Regions from separate parts of the Zea mays genome. Here region 1 is linked to region 2. A link is a contact called in public Hi-C data. All regions are on one chromosome and are shown on one strand. Each heading gives the region's core, a stretch centred on a gene start, on an enhancer-like site or on the middle of the called end of the contact. The rest is flanking DNA. Distances are from core to core; before and after follow the strand shown.

Region 1 (5,118 bases), core at 2,096-4,595, 910 kb before region 2:
CTTAGCGTCATTGATACGGTACGGATCAGTAAAAGAACTGCAGGTCCAGTAGTATGTGTTTTGTTTGAAAATGGGCATATACTTAATTCAGGATTGTGAAAACTCCAGGCACAAGATTCACGACTTCAATCTGTGCAGAACGTGTTGTTATATGTTTCGGCTAATTGCCAAGAGCATGGCATGTACATCCATATGCTTCTGTGCACACAACAGCGTCATTGATGTACATGGCAGAGAGATTATTGGATTACAATTCATGTTCTTTTGGGGAGAAAATCTTCATTTGTTGAGGGCCACCGAGAGGCCAACAGAGAGTATGAACCACGCCAGTAAGAAGTAGCCAACGAGCTTGGTTGGGAACTCATCTTCTGGTTCCTGTTTCATCAATCATGCAACACATTTAGCTAAGTTATGCACAACAAAGAGCAACATTTCGGATGAATTTTATCCTTTGTTAGTAGTTCAAGGAAACAACTTCCGAGCAGACTAGTGAAAATTTGCAATTTCAAAAGTGACATTGCTTGTTTCTGTATCATTAACATGTTGGACCTACGTGTCATCCTCACAATCAATAGACATTCTCAAAACAGCATCATTAATTCATTATGGATTAACATTTCTCCACTTTTTCCATCTTTTTATCTGAAGGCAATAAATTCTTTTATTGACCTATTTGTACCAAGTGAGCTACTTCAGACTCAAAATGGATCCATAATTCCATGGCCCAACTAAATATAACTATAGCCGGTTTGTCTTGTTTTGCATTAACAGTTTCATTCGTGCAACGTTTAGAAGCTACAATTCCTAAGAAAATCATGGATCACGTTGAGTAAAAAGGTTTTCCAAAGGAATATTAAAAAAACTTTTTAAAAGGACAAGTCATCCTCATAAAACCACAGTTTTGCTTTGAACTGATGCGAACCTTTGGAGGATCTGGTGCCAACTCCAATGGATCAACTTCAAATGGCCAGACATATCGCTCAGGCTGTCCACTTCTTGACAAGCTCCAATCATATAATCTTCGTTCTTCCTCGGTTGATAGTATAGTAAATGATTCCTACAATGGCGCATATATGATTGAAGCACAGGAAATGAGTGAAGTGAGGCATTATGACTCCTGATTTATGCTGAGAACCTTTAGGAGCTCATGTTCCTTGTTAAGCTCCTCTTCTTCTAGTTCTTTGCTATTTAGTTCTTCACACATCTTCTCGTACGCAGCTTTTACCTGTTTCAAGGCCAAACTCAGTTACTAAGGGTTGTTTGGTTTGAGGAATCACCCCATCCTAGATGAGGTGGTACACCATGAGTTCATCTCATGATTTTTTGGTGGAATTATCCTGTTATTAGCTTTTTAAGGATGAGGTGGTGGAGAATCAACCCATCTATTCCACCACCAAACAAAAAAACGAGAGGAGAAGATGATGGACCATTCTCAAACCAAACATACCTTAAAGGATCTTAGTACTCAGCAGAAAGTATCTACCAACTAGTGATCAAATAATGGCAGTTCATGAAGTTTTTAAGTAGTAAACAAAGTATACAAGTAAAATTGTTCCTGCAAATCTAAAAGGGTACAAGACTGACTTATCCAGTCTCTGGATTTCAGGCTCTGGATTTTTGGTCTCTATGAGCTAAATGAACGAATCACAATGCACGTGATGACCATGCAAATTTAGTTTATGCATATATCTGGTTGTTTTAGACTCCAGAGCTAACTGAATCTCAATAGTGTATGGTTTGGGCTTTTAGCTTGAATACTCACCAAGATATAGCTAAAAGTTTCTTTGGCACAGATTTTCAATATTAGAATTGAGTGCTCAAATATACATATTCCAAAAGATAGTCATTGTGAACATAACATCATAGCGTAGCTATAATACTATCTAACTTTAGCATGTTTGTCAGTTGCAAGTAGGAAGCTGGCTATAATGGAGCTAGTCACTGTTATTGTTGGGTACCAACTTGAGTTTGCAAAAATTTGCCGGTCTTTGCATCTACCAGGTACTTTGTTAATGCCATTGTATTGATATGCATAATTGCATACTATTTCAGCGGTAGGCCAATAGCACAGTGGTATGGAGATTGTTTAGCCTCATTATTTAACTGGTCAAGGTGAAAGGGCCTCTACCTGAGTTGATTAGGTGGTCTAAATAACACTCCTCAGATATTGAATTGAACTCTAGCAAATTTCAAGCTGAGGCTGAGTGAGAGGGTCTTCTTCTTAATGCAAATACCGAAGGAGTCTAGAGCTAAAGCTCATGGGATCCTTTAAAAGAAAGAAAAGAACTACACTTGTGGACAATTTCAATCTACCTCATCAGTAGAAGCTAGCCTGGTGACTCCAAGCCTCCCATAGTGGTCAGCATCTGTAATTGCTGCAAGTTTGGGGAAATATTGTTCAATATACAACAGTAGTGTGCAAAGCAGAAACATCCTCCAGGCATAACATTGTGGCTTAATTAACTTCCTGCACAAGGGAACTTACAAATGCCATTATATCACACTATATATCCATGTGGCAACTCACTATACATTTAACATAAATTAATCATCATCCAAAGTTATCCACTACATGAAATCCTACAATAATTGAAAAGGGGACTAAAACAATATCGGTATACAGACACTTCAGCATGCTACACCAAACAAACATCATCCAGTGCAAATGAATTATCAGTAAGCACTATACGGACATCCACCCTCCCTTATTTTTTCACCGAGATACTTTACACTTTTCGTTGCCGCATAACATTGTAACCCTGTTAGAATCTAAAATATAAATGCTTCAAATAAAGCGCCTCAGTCCCCAAACTGAAAATTTCTAAGCAGCTTGGCTTCACCCAATTCACATGCCAACAACAACAACAGATGAGTCGAACGCGTCAAATGAATCAAGAAAGACGCACCGAGGCCGCGCATCGCCTTCTGCACGTTGTCCGCGGAGATGAGCGAGTAGGGCGGCCGCGTGGAGGTCGCGGCGCCTCCGGCAACGTCTGTGCCAGCGTCGGGGTCCCCCTCCAGCTCCGCCACCGCAGAGGCACCCTCCGAGGCCGCGGCCCCGCCATCGGCAGCGGCGGCGCACCGCGTACGGCACGACGCCGCGGCGGCGGCGAGTCCGAGTCGGGTGGAGAGGCGGAGACGGCGGGGGGCCAGTGTGGAGTACGTGGAGGAGGAAGGAGATGCGGCGGGCGCGAAGACGTGTGGCGCCGGAGGGGAGGGGATGCCGACGGCGGCCATGGCGGAGACGAGGATGGGAGTCTGGGACTGGGAGGAGCAGAGCGCGGGAGATAAGGGAGGAGGGGATGGAAATAAACGATTTCAACTTTTCCCTTTTTCTTATTTCGCATCTTATTTAATTTTCAAAGTTACATGCAATAAATAAAGTTGAATGCGAAGTCTTTGGACCATGTCCGCCACTGCAGCTGCATTGTCCAACACTGAACCGCTGCATGCCTGCAGCGCAGTGTTGTAATCTGTTTACTGCCAGGTGGTTTAATTCAACTGGTTGGACCTAGCCAGGCGCTAGCTCGTTGATTCACTTGTCTAAAATTTGGCTGTTTTTTTCAATGTCTCAGTCTAAGGCTGTATCCAGCAGCAGATGGTGCGTATAAATGTTCATGCAAAACAATCCTTTATATTGTAAATAGTGCTATTTGTAGAATAAAGTTTTCAACAGGATGTGAGATAGAATGAGATAGGAACTCAGATAACCTAAACGGTTGATGAGAGGTACTATCACGGAAGGCGCCATAGATATGGAGTTTACTTCTCAAACCAATTCCTTTCAAATCTAGTAAAATTAAATTTCTTGTTTGGATCCTTCAAATCTGAGACAGTACAAAATTTAGCAAAACTGCAAAAGTACATGCTCATGTCCCACAAGACCCGAAGGCATCTTGTAAAGGGAGCTACAAAACTACGAGCACTGAGGTGAAAGCTGTTATTCATCAACTGTGAACTTTCAAGTTAGATCAGGGATCTCCAACCACACAGAAGACTGAAGGCCATGACTTGCACAAGGGACCCAAAACCAGTGGTCGCCAAAAATCCAGTCTCTCATAGTGGTAGCTGCATCTTCTTAAAAACAATTATAGCGATAATTGGACCTGCAACATCTCCCAAGGCACAACCTGCAAGATATAAAAAAAAAGTACAGTTAAGCGATGTTACTTTGAACTGACGCTAATGCACTGACCTTATTCTGCTAGCTCAAAGTGAAACTTTAAAATATATATGTATTCCTATTAAATGAATGCTTGCAAAAGTATTGTGTAGTGTCTTAGTATATGCACTCAAGACAGAAGGGAAATTATGACTCACCCAACCATTGTCCATGCACTGGATGCACGAGGGCACCAATGCCTGCTCCAGCTGAGGCCAAAACCAAAGAGAAACAACTTTTGATGGTAATCCCATAAATCTTCCTCCCAAACAATCTGAATTTATTCATATCGTCAAACTGTTCATTGCCGTCGCTTGATAGTGCTTCACAGTCCTCACTAGGCTTACGGATGAAACATCTGTATACTTCAATTATGGATTGCACTACCCAAGCAGCGGTTATTCCCAGTGCATGTGCTGTCCAAACAAAAAAGTTGAGAGAACTCTCAATGGAAAAAGAAGAAACCCAATACAAGCAAATCAGACCTCGGAAAGTTGTTCTGGCAACACAGTATGTGTACTGTGGAGTTGGCATCCCCCTTGCAGCTTTCCTTTTTGATGATTTTGAAGCATCTATTGAAATATAATTAGATATAGTTTGCATAAAAATTGTGATAATAATAAGCCATAAATTGAAACAAATGAATTGGGAGATGAGAGCGAGATAGATACATAGATTCATAGAAGTGTCATCATATACTGAGAGTATATCTGTGACCTTGTCAACATATCATATGACCACAGAAAGAAAATGTAGGTAGCATATCTATACATGTGGAGGTACATGCATAAGCTTGCAAAAACACAAGCTCAGGTAAAGATTGATACAAATGTAGCAACACCATATTTTTTGGCAGTTTGGGTTGGTTATCACAAGTTCAACCAAAAGTAAAGGCAGAACAAGCTTGTTCATGAGAGTTCTGTTCCTAATGGATGCATTTGCCTTTTCCAGTGGGT
Region 2 (5,779 bases), core at 2,781-5,280:
TCACTCTTTTTCACTTGTACCTTTCTCAATATCTCAACTTCAAAGTAAAAAAAAGTATGTAAGCATTAGACGAATTTACTTGTTAGCAATTTCAAACATATATGAAAAAACTGACAGAACCAAATTCATTATGAGTTAACTACTGGTGCTCTTGGTTCTAAATTGTTTTGATATCTAGAGACCACTCCATTAGCTTCATCAGTCCTTTTGTACAACCTTTGCCTTTTTGCCTGGAACTATAGATGTGGACACTGTCAGTGCCTGCAGTGGAACTTGGACTGGGCATGGATGCTCATCATGGCAAATGGACCATGATGCATACATTGACATCTTTTCTTGAGATGTTCACTGACATGATTTTTCCAGTACCTTCTGTGGTTTGAAGCTTGAATGTAGTTGCTGTTGTTTTGTTTGTTACCTGATTCCCTATCCACGTTCAAGGTTTTAAAGTCGTCCGACTAATCGCGATTAGTCGGCCTTATCGCTAGAGCGAGCTCGATTAGGGTCTCCGACTCGACTAGAGCGACTAGGAAGCGATTAGTCGTCCTAGTCGCTGACTAATCATGATTAGTCGTCCGACTAGGGGTAATGGTCGACTAGTTATGCCTGTTTTGGGCTACTAATCCGGTCTCTGTTACATGGGCCAGCCCACCATCTGAACAACACAAACACTGTAAGTTGATAATTTATGAACTAAAATGGAATAAAATGGATGGACTAAAAATTAGTCCCTAGAAACCAAACACCCTCTAAGTTGGTATTGGATTAAATTATAATCTGTCATTGCGTGGAATGTGGACGGAACCAAGATTTGGTCTAGCCTGCCTGAATTAGGCCATAACATTTTTCAATGATGTTGGTGTCGGTTTGCTGCATACCCTAATCATGATGCTCATCTTGGCAAATGGACCATGATGCATAAATTAACAACTTTTCTTCAGATGTTCACTGTCATCATTTGTAATTATCCAATACCACGTACAGTTTGAAGCCTGAATCTGGTGCTGGTGTTGCTTACCTGCCTTTTCACATTGGAACCATTTGGTTGAGCTGGTATCTGACTAAATTATGATCTGTCCTTGAATTACACATGGATGGAACCAGGGTTTGGTCTAATTCTAGCATGTAGCCTGCCCAATCTAGGCCGTAACATTTTTCAATGACGTTGGTGTCGGTTTGCTGCATACCTAACCTAATCAAATTGTTTCGCAGGTGAATCTATTCCAGTGAGGCTGTTCCTGACACCCTATGAGTTGACCCCGACTTACCGCAACATAAACAACAAATTCAGCGTCAAGTATTACCTGAATCTGGTCCTTGTGGACGAGGAAGATCGGAGGTACTTCAAGCAGCAAGAGATCACAATGTACCGTCTCCAAGAATCTCCCCCTGCCTCCTAGATCCCAACCTGTTGCATCATGTTCACTTCTCAGGTTTTGTACAAGTGGACGCTGAGGTTAGAGCAATGTCCTGTATATAAACTAAAATCCAGAAGAGCGCCACAGCTGGTTACTGCTATGGCCATGCACGCTGCACTGTCGTGTTCATTGTTTATGTTTCGTTGTTCTTTCCCTTGAGTATGACGCCACCTTGATAGCCCGGGGTAGAATTACCTGCCTATATTTATCGTCCTTGTGGTCTGCAAGAATCATGACGTTATTACTTAGGCACTTATTCATCTTACTATCTGGAAGTGATGTGATTTGTTTTGGTAAGTCGAACGATATAGATTTATCTGTGTTTCATGCGAAATGCACTTAATCTTGGTTGTTGATCAATTCATTAGCTTTTCTCAGCTCGTCTACACCTACTTATCAAGCTGTTCATCTAGGTATCCAATTCCTTGACTGTTGTGATGCTATCAGAGTACAATGGAAGTCTTATGGATGGCACACAACTCCAAGTTATGCTGCTTGATTTTTATTGCAAAAACGCAATCCATGATATCATGTCAGTTCTAAAACAGCAACAAAACACAGCCCACAGCAATCTACTGCATTAATTATTATTTTTGCGGCCCATAAATACTATGCCTATAAACCTGAGCCACTCCGTTCGCTATTCCACTATAGTCAAGCCAGGAGCCAGAAATCCCTCTGCCGCCTGGTGGTGATGAGGTAGCCGCCCCCTCGCCGGCTCTTGCGCCGGACGGCCAGCGCCATGCACGCCGCGTGCTGCACGCAGTAGTCGGCGGCGCTGGTGTAGCCGCCCCCGCCCCCGCCCTTGACGCCGGCGATCCACATGGACAGCAGCCGCCACGTGACGGACCGCTTCTTCTGCCCCACGACGAGGAGCGAAACGCCCTGCTTCCTCGCCGCCTCCACTATCGCCGGCCCCCGGTCCTTGCCGCCCTCCGCCAGCGAAAGTTCCACGCACACCTGGCAGAACAAACACATTATCAGCAGCTTGCATTGGGCACACAGGAGCCAGGAGGCATCCTCCAAGTCAAGCTGGAAATGGGGTGGGGGGACATGATCGATCCTGTCTAGGACGACATGCCTGTACCCCTTTGATGATTAGCACATGCTGCCCCCCCGCTCCCGTTGTTAGCTGTCTGATCTTTGCTTGCGATGGCAGCTCTGTGCTGTTGGCATCTCTCTTTCCCCTTTGATCTGACAGTAACAGGGCCCGCCCCTCTTTTCTTTGCACTGTTTCTGTTTGACATGGAACGAACGCCATGTCTCGTGGGCGTTCCAACGACCTACCACCTGTATGTCTCTATTTATACGGGAATTTCCATCTGCTAACTCACTGCTCGATGGACACTTCTTCGTCTATATATGGTACCCAAAGGTTAAAAAAATGCCATGGAGTGACCCTCCTGAGGTGTCGGCAAAGAGTTTTACAGCATCAGATTCAGAGATCTGTGATGTCACTCCACATTACTCCAGCAACGAAAGGTACAGTCTTGGACGTTTCCACGAATCGCACGGATCAGTAAACAGTGGTCCTTGTTTGGAAACACCACTGTTTACTGATTAGGCAACACGATAAGTATCTGTCAAGAATACTTGTTATCGTAGGTACGCAGACATGCCATGCGTCAACAACTGAATCTTACTATCGTACATTAATTGGATTCTGTTGCATGTACGCACCAAAGAGAACGCAACTTGTTCAACACATACTACTTGTTGTACCATCCCAAAGAGGTCAATTATTTGGGAGGAGGAAGGACCAGGGTACAGTTATTATGGGCTATGGGATGGATGCCATCAGATCAGGGACTCGACAGTCGCTAAGCCATTGAATGCGTACCAGTTGTAGCTTTGGAACGCCAACATCAATGCCAATCTTAATCTTTGACGTCACATTTAGTTAGGTGATGTTTGAATGCACTAAAACTAATTAGCTAAAAAAATTGCTAGTGTAATCAGCTAGTTAAATATTAGTTAATTTGCTAAACAATATCTCATATCTAAACTATTAGCTAGAGGATGTCTTCAGCTAATTTTGGTGCTGGTTAGTTACCTCTGGTCTCTTGGCCTGGCAGATGCTCCTCAAGGCCTCCAGGTGCGGACTCCCTCTCGGATCGCGTCCTGATCGAGACGACCACGCAACAAAAACAAGGAAGAGCCATCTCCCTCTGTTTTCAAGCACGCGACGGAGCCTGTACTGTAACCAGCAGGACTTAAAATAGATGGTTATTGGTCACACGCAGCTTACGCACGTACGGTTCTTGCCGCTGGCGACGTCGAGCAGGACCACCGTGTCGCAGGGCCGGACGGCGTGCGACAGCGCCCACTGCAGCGCCGTGCGGGCCTCCTCGCCGCCGCCGTCCGCCGCCGCCACCATCACCTTCCTCCCCACGACGACGGCCTCTGCGCTGCCCTTCTCGTTAGCCTCCTCCCACTCGTCCTTTTGCTTGCCATCCTTTAGGGACCTGCTCTCTCCGCCGCCGCCGCCGCCGCCGTCGTCCTTGTTGGCGCATATCGATGGAGGCGCGGCGGTGGACGCGGTGCCGCCGGACCTGATCCGGTGGAGGCAGAAGGAAGAGAGCGGCCTGGACATGGAGGATGCTCGCTCGTTTGCAGGGCGAGTGTGTGTGAGTGAGCTTATTATTCAGCGCTCTCAGTCTCAGGTGAAGAGAGAGGGCAGAGTGCCAGAGTGGCATGGCGCAGACCAATTAGTACCGGCTGGCATGTGGGCCCGGCGCAAGTGTAGGGGCAAAACCGTAAGAAGTACTCGGCGAACTGGTCAATGATCAATTTTACGTTGGCTGGTGGGTGGTGAGACTGGTGACTGGTGCGTGCGCCTTTTCTTTTCATTTAGCTATATTCTATGCATTTTTGCCTTTCCCAGCTGATGAGGGGGCCTCATGCAGCAGGCCGTTCCCAGCTGTGCGACGAAAATCATCAGGTGAATTTGGTACTAAATTACATTCAGTTAACCACAGTTGAATTGATTAATTAACATACCGACCCCTTTATAATAATAAGCTGAGCACAGCATCATGCATGCCCAATAAACAGATCTTTACACAATAATTTAACAGATTTACCATCATATATATGTACACATTATCTAAACCTGAAATTTCAAACGTGTGCTGTCTATATATTTCTTTGGTACGTAATCCCTATATATCAAACAAATCATGCACTAATTTAGGGCATTATTCTGTCAGTCAATCATCATGGCCCACACACGGATCTTAGCTTCAAATAAATCCTTATCTTATCCTAGCCTTTTTTGTTTGGCCAGAAAGGGCTGGCAGTGTGGCATGATTTGGTGACAAAAATGCAGGCATGTTTTGACAGTGTGTGTGTCCTCATCATTGCCATCTACATCAATATATAAATATATATATGTGTGTGCACATATTCCGTTTGTCTGCGTTAATTACATCACCGACAAGGCCGGCACAGCTCTGGGCTTGTTGCTATGCGTGCACTCATGACAGCACCATAGTACACGGGTCCTCATCTGGTGGGTTTCTTTGTGATCGATAGATAGCCGTGATAGTACGTAGTGTGGTTTTCTTTTGAACAAAAGTTGCATTTTGATAGCGGCATCATGATGGCACTTTTCACATAAGAGTCAGATGTGGCACTAGAAGATGGACATTTGAATTGTGTTGTGCCACTTTTAGGCTCTGTTTGTTTTTTCTCATAGATTATATATAAACTGGATTCTAGTAGAATAATAGTAGGAAAAATATTACTTTAGAACCATAAATAAGCTAGGTTCCAAAATAATATTTTATCTACCTATCCTTTCATCATAATCCAATTTATATAATTTAGAAGGGAAATAAACATATCGTTAGCATAAAAGAGAGAGCGGCTAGGTTGTAATCATCATCAACAACCCCAGGGTTCCACTTACATGACTATGATGTAGAAGTCGTTCTTGAAGTTCATTCATCAATGCATGTTTTCTTGTTTTTTTTTTGGTTCAAAATAGCTTCGTTCCTTCATAATAGAAAAAGAACTTCGTTCTATACATGCTCGCAGGAAACAGACCTCTCTCTATATATATAGTTTTTTTATTGAATTCTTTGTGATGACATCTTGAGTCCTTAACAAGCATTTGCTCACACTACCATGCATGCCAAATGTCAGCATCAGCCTATAATTTATTTCGGCAAAGACCTGGCAAATAATTTCAGTGACTAGCTAGGGTCTAGAGAACCGATAAGCCAAGGTAACGGCAATATATATAGTTATCATGGATCATCTAGGACTGTTGTCGAACTTCGTTTTTTTATTAGGCCCCGTTTGTTTCCTTTCATTTTGAGAAATTAGAATCTTACTAATGGAATAGGCTATTTTTTTAG

Evidence for each region. A called contact is a pair of places that touch in the nucleus more often than the background predicts.
Region 1: a contact with region 2 is called in a Hi-C map of leaf, with 4 times the contacts expected there. The contact joins the promoter of LOC103640914 here to the promoter of LOC100278265 in region 2. A contact is called at or near these places in 3 of 25 Hi-C or Micro-C datasets (endosperm, leaf and tassel).

What each region holds. Positions count from the first base shown.
Region 1 is chr10:18,757,878-18,762,995 of Zm-B73-REFERENCE-NAM-5.0, reverse strand. It overlaps LOC103640914 (NAD(P)H-quinone oxidoreductase subunit U chloroplastic), which reads right to left and starts at 3,345. Exons shown (of 5, transcript XM_008664356.3): 1 at 2,907-3,345; 2 at 2,314-2,375; 3 at 1,136-1,225; 4 at 923-1,057; 5 at 59-375. The coding sequence starts at 3,237. The coding sequence ends at 280. LOC100276490 reads right to left here. Exons shown (of 6, transcript NM_001150264.2): 4 at 4,648-4,734; 5 at 4,321-4,578; 6 at 3,783-4,130. The coding sequence ends at 4,057.
Region 2 is chr10:17,845,384-17,851,162 of Zm-B73-REFERENCE-NAM-5.0, reverse strand. LOC100278265 reads right to left here and starts at 4,030. Exons shown (of 3, transcript NM_001294252.1): 1 at 3,675-4,030; 2 at 3,472-3,539; 3 at 1,905-2,378. The coding sequence starts at 4,011. The coding sequence ends at 2,073. It overlaps LOC100282332, which reads left to right. Exons shown (of 11, transcript NM_001155244.2): 11 at 1,213-1,795. The coding sequence ends at 1,400.